Regions from separate parts of the Sus scrofa genome. Here all the other regions are linked to region 2. Evidence: chromatin contacts called from public Hi-C data. All regions are on one chromosome and are shown on one strand. Each heading gives the region's core, a stretch centred on a gene start, on an enhancer-like site or on the middle of the called end of the contact. The rest is flanking DNA. Distances are from core to core; before and after follow the strand shown.

Evidence for each region. A called contact is a pair of places that touch in the nucleus more often than the background predicts.
Region 1: a contact with region 2 is called in a Hi-C map of subcutaneous adipose tissue, with 2.8 times the contacts expected there. The contact joins the enhancer-like site here to the promoter of LOC106507571 in region 2. A contact is called at or near these places in 12 of 47 Hi-C or Micro-C datasets (brain, embryonic fibroblasts, fetal heart ventricle and 8 more) and 1 of 2 datasets of contacts at active chromatin or transcription factors (skeletal muscle).
Region 3: a contact with region 2 is called in a Hi-C map of retroperitoneal adipose tissue, with 2.3 times the contacts expected there. The contact joins the enhancer-like site here to the promoter of LOC106507571 in region 2. A contact is called at or near these places in 7 of 47 Hi-C or Micro-C datasets (embryonic fibroblasts, fetal heart ventricle, fetal skeletal muscle and 4 more).

Annotation. Positions count from the first base shown.
Region 1 is chr6:27,032,883-27,036,001 of Sscrofa11.1, forward strand. No RefSeq gene overlaps it. Among named protein-coding and RNA genes, the nearest start is that of CDH5, 74 kb to the right of the region's middle. Within about 2 kb of position 1,804, at least 19 of the 83 cell types and tissues checked have an H3K27ac peak or open chromatin away from gene starts, as enhancers often do. A contact at or near this core is called in embryonic fibroblasts, omental adipose tissue, retroperitoneal adipose tissue and 2 more, where this site is marked.
Region 2 is chr6:25,933,408-25,936,554 of Sscrofa11.1, forward strand. It overlaps LOC106507571, which reads left to right and starts at 1,435. Exons shown (of 8, transcript XM_021097535.1): 1 at 1,435-1,458; 2 at 1,643-1,877. The coding sequence starts at 1,435. It also overlaps a transcript of CDH11 not described here.
Region 3 is chr6:26,944,960-26,948,362 of Sscrofa11.1, forward strand. No RefSeq gene overlaps it. Among named protein-coding and RNA genes, the nearest start is that of CDH5, 160 kb to the right of the region's middle. Within about 2 kb of position 1,757, at least 29 of the 83 cell types and tissues checked have an H3K27ac peak or open chromatin away from gene starts, as enhancers often do. A contact at or near this core is called in omental adipose tissue, retroperitoneal adipose tissue and subcutaneous adipose tissue, where this site is marked.

The DNA of each region.
Region 1 (3,119 bases), core at 554-3,053, 1.1 Mb after region 2:
TGCTTTGGCAGAGACGTGAGCGGCCAGCGTGCCAGGCCATGGTGGGGGAGGGAAACAGAGCCGGCAGCCGAGGGTGGCAGCAAGAAGGGGCTGCCGTGGGCCTCCCTGCCTGCAGTGAAGTCTGCAGGCCGGTGAACTCACCAGGCTGCAGGGCTCTAAGAGAGAAGGGGGGCCTGCTGGGAGGTGCCCAAAGACCGGGCTTCTGCTTCTGGTCCACTTGCCCCCACACACACACACCAACTAGGGCCCTACTTTCTCCAACCAGGGGCCCTGTGAATCTTCACCTCGGGTTTGAGGGCAAAAGGCAGAGTAGCCATCTGCCCCTGGCCACCTGGGCCCAACACCTGACTCCACATCTTGGTGGAGTCACGTAACCTGCCGGAGCCTCAGTTTGCTCATCTGCAGAGTGGAGCCAGCACTAGGACCCACCCAAAAGGGCTATCGTTTCAAATGGGATGAAATGCAAGAAGTGTGCATAGTAAATGCTCCTTCAATGACACATGTCAGTATGGTTACAACTCTTATAATTTTCAGATGGGGAGCTGAGGGCCCAGGCGAGTGACACCCACAACACTCAGCAGGAAAGTGAGCTGGGAGACCCCAACCCTGGGGTACAGAGGCAGGCCCACCCTCGGCCAGCCCCCACGCCTCTCACCATAAAGTCTCCACATTCTGCACAGGCTACACACGCTCCATGGTGGCAAATAAGATGCTTTCCGGTCTGTCCTCTGGGGGTGGGCAGGGGCCCTCCCACATCGTGTCATTTCAGGGACCATTCGGGCTGTTGGACTTTCTCTGGGGTGGTTTCTCCAGCTATAAGATGAGGACGCAGAACTAGACGGTTCCACCATGTCCTGTGACCAAAGACCAACCCATTTCAACCCCAGCCCCCCAGCGATTTTGGAGACTCCGGCCTATTTAACAAGGCCCACTGCCGCCGAAGGTCAGAGCAGAGATGGCAACTTGCTGGAAATTTTTAAGTCATGGAAACAAAACTTTCACGGGAGAGGGTGGAACACGAGCAGTTTTCAACATGTATTTTTAGGACCCCGTACAGGCCTGGACTCCCTTTGATTCCTTTAGAAACAAAAACAGATGTGTGCTCAGGTTTGCCTGATTTAGACATGGGTGGGACCAGAAGAAAAACAGTTTCCCGGCCAGATTTTCTGATGTGTTGGGAAAAGCCAAAAGGTTCTTCAGAACAAAAAGACAGCCCTCGCCCCCGACTCCCCCTGTATCCCGTTCCCTTCCCTCTCCCAGTCTCCCCTCCCTGCTCCGAGGGGATGTCTGAGGGTCCGAGGTCTCCAAAGCACGGGCAGCCAGCCCTGACCGCAGCCTGAGCCCCGCCCGGCAGCTGGAGACAACTGCTTCCAGATGTGCGAGGTGCGTGGCCAGGACCTGCCCTGGCGGCCAGCGGAGAGCCTGGCGGCAAGGACCCTGCCAGGGACCCCCAGCCCCCACCACCCTGAGACATTCCTCTCAACCCACGACAGGAAACCCTTCCCCAGGCTCTGCTGAGCCAGCCCAAGCTCACTCCTCATCCACCCAAATTCAGATCTTATGAGCCCCATTTCCAGATAAGCCCAAGGAGCTCAGAAATATCCGGAGCTCGGAAGCCACAGGGGAAAGGCAGGTGGGTGAGTCCACAGCCTCCTCCAGCCCCGGGCACACAGCCTGTGGGCAGAGGCTTGGGCCGGCAGGGCCAACTGGGCAGCCACATCTGTGGGCAGAGAAGGGGCTTGGGCACCAGGGATCCCTCCGCTGCGCAGGCGGGGCCCTGGAGGAGGGCGGTCGGGACTGGGGAGCTGCCTCCCACACAACCACACCTGCTCCTGCTTCCTGTCCTTCCTGCCTCCGCAGAGCAATTGTAAAGGACTTGCCGCCTTTCCGGACATGGATCGCACATAAACGACAACTATTCGAGCGGATCCGTGTCCCCAGGCAGCACGTATGTGCAGGCAAACATGCAGGAGGAACACACACACACACACACACACACACACACACACACACCCTTTCCCGCAGCCCTGGGGTAGGGCAGCCCCTTGAAGGGAGGGGGCTGCTTGTTATATTTCTCTCTGATGGCCCCCCAGAGGGCACCCAGACCTCCAGAGTCCTGGCAAAGGGGAAGGAGGACTTAAGGGAAGAGAGAAATTAACAAAGGAGAGGAGAAAAGAAGGATTAAGAGGAGGAAGGAGGTGGGGATGGGAGGGGAGAGGAAAGGGGGTGGGAGGGAAGAGGAGGAGGGGGGCGTGCTGAAGCAGCCTCCTCTGAGCCCCAGTGAGTGACAAGGTGTAGCCCATTAGGCTCCAGGTCTGGAGACAGACATGCACTAAACCAGATTTTTATCAGCTGTGTGATCTTATGCAAGTGACCTAACCTCTCTGAGCCTCAGTCTTTTGACTAAAATGGAGATAATACAGTAGCTGTGTCAGGGGGAAGCACAGAACACACAGAACAGTGCCAGGTAAGTGGCAGGTGCTCAAAGAAGGACAGAATGGTGTTCCTGGGGACCCAGGTGAGACCACACACGTCTCATGGCAGGCACATGGTAGATGCTCAGAGGCTACTGACTGCCCTTGTCACCAGTAGTACTGTCACCCGTATCACAGGCAGGCACTGCTCCCAGTGCCTTTGTGGCCAGGATCTCCTCTGACCCTCCAACACCCCTGCAGGGGTTATATGGTTACTCACATCCTGCAGACGGGTTAGACAGAGGCTCAGAGAGGTTGAAAAGTCACTTCTTCACGAGCACAAAGCTGGCAAGTGGCAAAGCCAAGATGTAAGTAAGAGGGGTCTTGGCACCTGTGTCTTTGCCATGGCATCTCTACAAGGCGCGGGGGGGGTGGTAAGGGGGGTTGTCAAGTTTACATTGTGATTTTTCAGAATTAAAGTCAATGAGGGGATGATTTGATAATTATCATTTATTGAGCATTTACTGCATACCAGGGCCTGTGTGGAGCGTTTTTGTTTTTGAATCCTCATGATGACTTCATGAAATAAGTATTATTACCTTTGTTTTTTAAATGAGGAGAGTGGAGCAAAAAAAATGGTTAAGCAATTTGCCCACAGTCGCCAGCTAGTAAATGATGGACCCTGATTCAAGCATGAGCAGTGTC
Region 2 (3,147 bases), core at 185-2,684:
ACCGCCCCCGAAGCCCTATCGAGGCGAGAGAAGGCACTGGCGGCGCGCCTCACCTGGGGCCCTGGAGGTTGGGCGCGAGCTGCGGGCCGTCGGTCCCTGGCGCAGGGCGAGCGCAGTGGTGTCAGCCCCGGCCCCAGTCCGGGTCCCATTCACAAGTCGGCGGCGGCTGCGAGCTGCCCCCGCGGCATCTGCTCGCGACGCTCCCCTCGGCTGGCGGCGGCCGCGGAATGAGCCGCCGAGCGCGCTAGTGGCAGGAATGAGAAACCGGGGGGAGGTGGCGGGCGGTGGGGGGGGGCTGGGGGAGGAGGAGGGAGGCCGCCGCTGGGAGGGAATGAAAGGGCGGGGGGCGGAGAGGAGCCGAGGCCGCGAGACGCGGCTAGCTGGGCCTCGCGGAGTCTGCGGGGGCTGGCCCGTCCGCGCCCCTCCCTCCAGGGACCCCTGGGATGCAAACCCCGGGATTCGTGGCCACCTCCTCCCGCCCTGGGTCGCCGAACTCTGGCTCCCCTGGGTTTCAGACGGAGTCTAGAGCGACTGAAGTTGGGCTCAAGAGACGCACAACCAATCAAGGAGGGCGGCAGAGGGAAGCTGGGGAGGGCTCGGGAGCCCCTTTTTCCTCCTTCGCCCAAATCCGCTCCAGCTGGTCAGGCTGGGCCCTTGCCCAGGAGGCCTGGGTGGTGGGTAGGGGGGAAGCATCGCTCAAGTGGGGGAGGCAAATGGGAATTGCTCTTCCTCACCCCACCTTCCAGAGATCTCTCCACGTCGTCAGCTTCTGCCCTGCCCCCTCTACCCATCCCTAGCAAACTCAGCTTGGGGTGCGGGTGGGGAAACCTGAGGGAGGGAGACTTCGGACTTCGGAAGAGCCACGTCTCCATTCTCTCCCAGCTTTCCCTCCCCCTCCATCCCCAATGCCACTTGTAAGGAAGGGGGTGCCTGGAGTGCTTAGCCAGGGTCAGCCTGGCGCCCGCCACCCCACCCTTGACTCCAGCTTCAAGCAGGTACAGCACCCCCCCGCCGCCGCCCCTCCGGCCGCACGTATCGACACTTGTTGCCTCCCGCCCCTTCGCTTCACTGGCTGCCCGACCCGCTCCGTGGAGAGTGCGGTTCTGCGGGAGACTGGGCCTGGTGGGGGGGGGGCAGTGCCCAAATCCTCCCTGGGTCTTCCCCTGCATCCCAGGAGGAAGACCCGACGGAGAAAGGGGTCCCGGGCCTGCTTCCTGCCCACGCGGAGTAGATGGGAGAAAAGGCTGGCGGGGACAGGGCTTCAGAATCACGCCAGGGACTGGGCGGGGCGCTCGTGCTTCGGGGAGCGGAGTTGGAACCCGCAAACACCGCCGTCCCTAGGGTAGAGGGGAGCAACTGTGGCCTGGTGGGAACCCCTAGCTGGAACAAGTTTTTCGGGTGGGAGATGGCGAAAAAAGCAGAAGTGGAGGCACGATGAACAAGCAAATGCATAACGGGGTAAAGAAATGCCAGGACGGACGGAGACGAGGACGGAAAAGGAGTGACGGCCCGGGCAGAAAGGGAAGAGGATGCGGAGGGAGAGGGGAGCGAGAGGGGAGAAGAGGGACGGAGGAGTTAACGTTAAAAGAACGAAGAAGGAAGAAAAAGCCTCAGCGGGCAAATGGGAAAGGAAACCGGGTAGTGGGGGGAGAGTGCTGGTAGCCAAAGCCTGCCCTTGGTCTCCAAGCCGCTGGCGCATGGGTCCGCGAGACACAGAGCCCTCGGGTTCTCACGCAGCGCCAGGCTGCGCGCAGGGGCGGCGGGCGGGGCGGGGCCATCCAGGCACCACGCCCCCACCCCCGCGAGCCCTCGTGATTCCAGACGCTCCGGGATCCCTGAGTCGGAGGTTGCTGCTACCTCCGCGTCTTTAGCACCCGGTGAGGCCGTGGTTTTTAAACTGCTGAATGTGGGGGCGCTGAGTTTCCTGTTGTTGGTTCCCTTGTGCCTCTGTGCGCCCGCCCCTCCTCCATCCCCTTACCTCCCAAAGGTCAGAAGGAGACAAGCCTCTGGGCCTTAGGTACTCCCACCCTGGCCGCAAACTTGTGGGTGCTTTGATAGGCACTCCCTAGGCCCACGAGGCTAAGCGCTTTCCCAGAGAGCCGGATGAGTGGGACACGGTGCCTGCCTCTTCTCAGGTTGGTCCCTGACCCTGGGGGAGACCCTTCCACACACTGTTTGCTTCCTCTCAACCTCTCTGCTCCTGTATATATTTATCTGCCACTTCTGTCTGCTGTAAGCCCTAAAACTTTGAATATGTCCTAGGCCATTGCCAAGGTCCCCCACACTCTCAAGGAGCAGAGCATGGTGATGGGGTGCTTTGACTTCCATGATTCCGCTTATAAATGAAGATACACAGGAGAGAGAGGACGAGGGTCCCACTCTCCCTCAGAGACACTTGGATTTTGCTCCCGTTTGTCTAGTAATGGCTGTCTGAATTTTCTCATGCTTTCCACCTAAGTGAAAGTGTAAACAGGAAGGGAAGGTGAAGGGCCCTTCAGTCTAATTGCACCTATACGGAGATACCTGGGATTCATTGATGATTAAGGGGTTGATTGATGAGTGAGAAGTTTCATTAACTCCATTTTGGAGGAACGTCCAAGAATGAGCCTGGTCACATGTAACCTGACATTATTTGTAATGTGTCCTTTGTTTTGGTTCAGTGACAGCAGTTGTTTGGTGATGGTGGTGGCAGTGGTGGTGGTTTTGTTTTTTCTTTAAGACTGTCTTTTTCATGAATGATAGAATCAGCAAATTTTTTAAATGTTAAAAATTGCTTGGTAGATTGCCACTGACGTTGCTCACCTTGAGTCAGATTGAGCCCAGTGTATTGCAGCAGTCAATAATCCTTTGTGTAACCCAACAGTTTTATGCCTGGGAGTGTATCCAAGACAACTGGCAGCTTATGCACAAACTTATGCATAAACACATGCACCTGACTCTCCATAGCTGCATTAGTCATTATGGCCAAAAACTGGAAACAATTCAATGTCTTTCAGTTGGTGAGTGGATAAACAAAACATGGTATATCCATATAACGGAATACTATTCAGCTTTAAAAATGAAAGAAATGCTGATGCGTTACAACATGAATGAACCTTAAAAACATGCTAAAAGCCAGATGCAAAAACTACATATTTTCTCATTCCA
Region 3 (3,403 bases), core at 507-3,006, 1.0 Mb after region 2:
CAGACAGGTGACGGGCCCACAGGACAGAGCTGGTGAGCAGCAGAGCCAGATTCGAACCCAGATCCATGCATCTCCAAAATCTCTCCTCTGCATCCCACACGCCAGGAAGACAGATGGAAGTGGCTTCATTGCCCGCCCCCACGCCCCCCAGATCCTTTTGCTGAGTTTCTTTTTAAAAATGAGCTCTCATTTGGGAGGGATAAAGAAAAGCCAGGCCAGCTCTGTCATCCTGCGGCTCCGGCTCTGAGGAGGGTGGGAGCCCGGGGAATTAGCAGGGTTTCTGGCATTTCCTTCGAGCAGGCTGGAGTCTGCAGGGCCTTCCCCGGCGAATGAGGACGCAATTCATAAACACGAGACTTGCAGGGGAGAGCCGTGAATCTCGGGGGCCCTGCTAATTAAAAAGCCCGTATTACATTACTTCCTCAAGGACTCATCTTCTAATTTTTAGGATTATAGTACATTGATTAATTTATACAAGTTTTTAATCCCTCAGTGCTTAATGAAGTCCAGGAACATGGGAACAGGAGCATAATTGAGCTTCATATTATTTTATTAGGGAGAATGATGGCCCAGCGTGTGGGGGAGAAGTTTGTGAGGGTGGAGAGGCTGCATCCGTGCTCTTAACCAACTGCTCTTCAAATGCCAGCAGGGACACTCTCTTGGGGCAGACATGGAGCGAGTTCATCTCTCTAAGCCAGGTTGCTCTGTGGCTCCCAGTGGCCTGTGTAGAAAAGCACCTCGTCTTGGTAGGGAGTGCAGCGCCCACCATGCATGACCCCTGCCACGGCAGCTCCCCTCGCCCCACGCTTCTACAACGCACTTGCTTCAAACTGTCCCACTGTGCTCCTGCTGTGCCATCTGCCACCAAGGCCCTTCCCTGACACAGGCTCATCTCTTAATTCAGGCTCAAGGGTCACCTCCTCTGGGGAGTCTTCCCTGAACCAGTGCCCTGCTGACAATGGAGCAGAAGGCCTTGCATCTCCAGGGAATCCCAGATTTTTCCAAATCAAGATCACTTCCGGGAGTTCCCGTCGTGGCACAGCAGAAACGAATCCGACTAGGAACCATGAGGTTGTGGGTTCAATCCCTGGCCTCGCTCAGTGGGTTGAGGATCCGGCATTGCTGTGAGCTGTGGCTTAGGTCGCAGAGGCAGCTCAGATCCCGCGTTGCTGTGGCTGTGGTGTAGGCGGGCAGCTGGAGCTCCAATTAGACCCCCTAGCCTGGGAACCTCCATATGCTGCGGGTGGGGCCATAAAAAGACAAAAGACAAAAAGAAATCACTCCTAAATTTTCTGCAGGCTCTTAGGTCTCAACCTGGGGAGTTTCTACCCTAAGGGAATTTACTTTGTTTCTTGGGATGACTTCAAGGCCAAAACACCTCACCACGGACAAGGTGACTGACAAAGGGGGTTGACAGGCGACAGCTGAGGGAGATCCCCCCGCCCCCCAGCACATCACCTCCCCATCACCAGGGTTTGCAAAAGGCCTGAACTCAGGGCCAGCAGACTTTTGCCCCCTCCCTGGCTCTCTCTCTAATCCTGTCTGACCCTGAGCGAGTTCCCTTCCCTAGACTTCGATTTCCCCAGCTGCCATCTCAAGGCAAGGGACCTAATCCTGGCTCCTGGGACCCTCTCCTGCAGGAACTCCATTCAAGACTTCCAGAACTCCCCACAAATCCTCTGGCTTCCGGTCCCGTGCCCTGGAGTTTGGTTCCCCCCGCCCTCTAGAGGCCATACCTAGAATTGCAGTTGTAAGACCAAAGGTGGCAGCAGCCAGCACTTCCTGAGTCTGGAAGATTCCAGCAGGAATCCTTCACCCCAGAGAGCTGACCCCGCTCTGGTTCCTAAGAAAGCAGAGCCCAGACTCTGCGTTACAGTCCGATTCTGGCTTTCTCTATCCATTCATCCTGCTGAAAAGACACAAATCTCTCTCTTTCTTTTTGTCTCTGGTTCCCTCCTCCCCGTGGAGAGAAAGGGAAGTTCATAAATGACAGCTTCAAACCAGCAAGAGGGTAAAAGAGATTTCCTGGAGCTCTTGGTGCCCCTAGAGGCACAGCTCACCCAGCTTTATTCATCAGGGAGAATGCCTGGTGGCCTGGCCTCTCCCTTAACCTTTCTCCAAGCAGTTTCTTGCTCCCACAGAAACCCCTCCAGGGGATTTTTTTTTTTTTTTTCAAGGAAACTGATTGCTGCCTAAAATCCTTCTGCCATGAGATTGGTGGGAAAGGAATTTTGCGCTTAAGAAAGAATCCAAATCCTGAACCTTGACTCAAGGTCAAATAATTCTATGCCTTTGTTTTGCAGATGAGGAAAGTGAAGCAGAGAGAGAGAGAAAGTAACCCTGAAAGAACAGATCCAGGGTCCTGACCCCCAGTCCATATTAGACCCCCAAATTCTGTACTTCCTGCTTCCGAAAAGTTTCTAAACAAAGATCCTGAAATAAATCAGGCCTCCATCCAGGGCATTCTATGTCCAAAGGGAAGCAGAGCGTACCCAGCAAAGAGTTGGAGGGAGCATCTGTCCACAGGACCATCTTCCAACTGGGGGGGGGGGGTTCAATCCCAGCCAGGGTTTGCAAATGCATTCCCAGATTCTCTGTCATTATAATAGCAAAACTGCCTGTTTGCCACACTGCAGCGCACCCCTCCCCTTGGCGCACATAGGGACCAGGGTCCCCTGCAGAGAGCCCTTTATCCTGGGATAAGGGGCACCCCCTTGCCCATCGCTCACCAAACACTCGTGGGGAACCTGGTGTAAACCATTCATAGATGACATGCTTCTGGGGTGAGGTTTCAAACGGAACGGAGCAGCTTCATTGCTGTGAACTACTGAAAGTCAGCCCTCAACAAACAAACTGCCTGTTTCTGTTTTATTCCTTAAAAACCAACAATCGAAATTATCAGTGAAATGCAGGGGGGTTTGGCTTTAAAGCAGAATGGGTCAAAAGCCTTCCAACGGCAGGCCCCTGTGCAGAGGTCGCCAGGGGTCAGCGGGCCATGGGGCCCAGGTCCCTTCCCTATGGGATGTTGGGACACGTGAGCAGTGCCAAGGGAGGATAATCTTGCAAATTCACCTGCAAAGCCTCTCAACCAGGTCTAGAAACTGCAGTCACCTGAACAGAATTCTAAAGGAACGGATCAAGACGTCTCGACAACTTCAAAAGTCATTTTCTAAAGAGAAGAGGGAGGAACTGTTCTGTCCAATTGACTTTTTGTGTTTATTAGAAATAAAAAAACATCTACAGCCAAGCTTTCTTATTAGTGGAGACAGGCTTGCAAACCCTCTCTCTTGTTGAGTTTTGGAAACAGAACACTAAATTTACTCTTAAAAGAACGGTTTTCATTTTAAGAGGCATTTCGGTTATGTCAAATGTCAGGTCTTGAAAACAAGGTATGCCTGTTTCT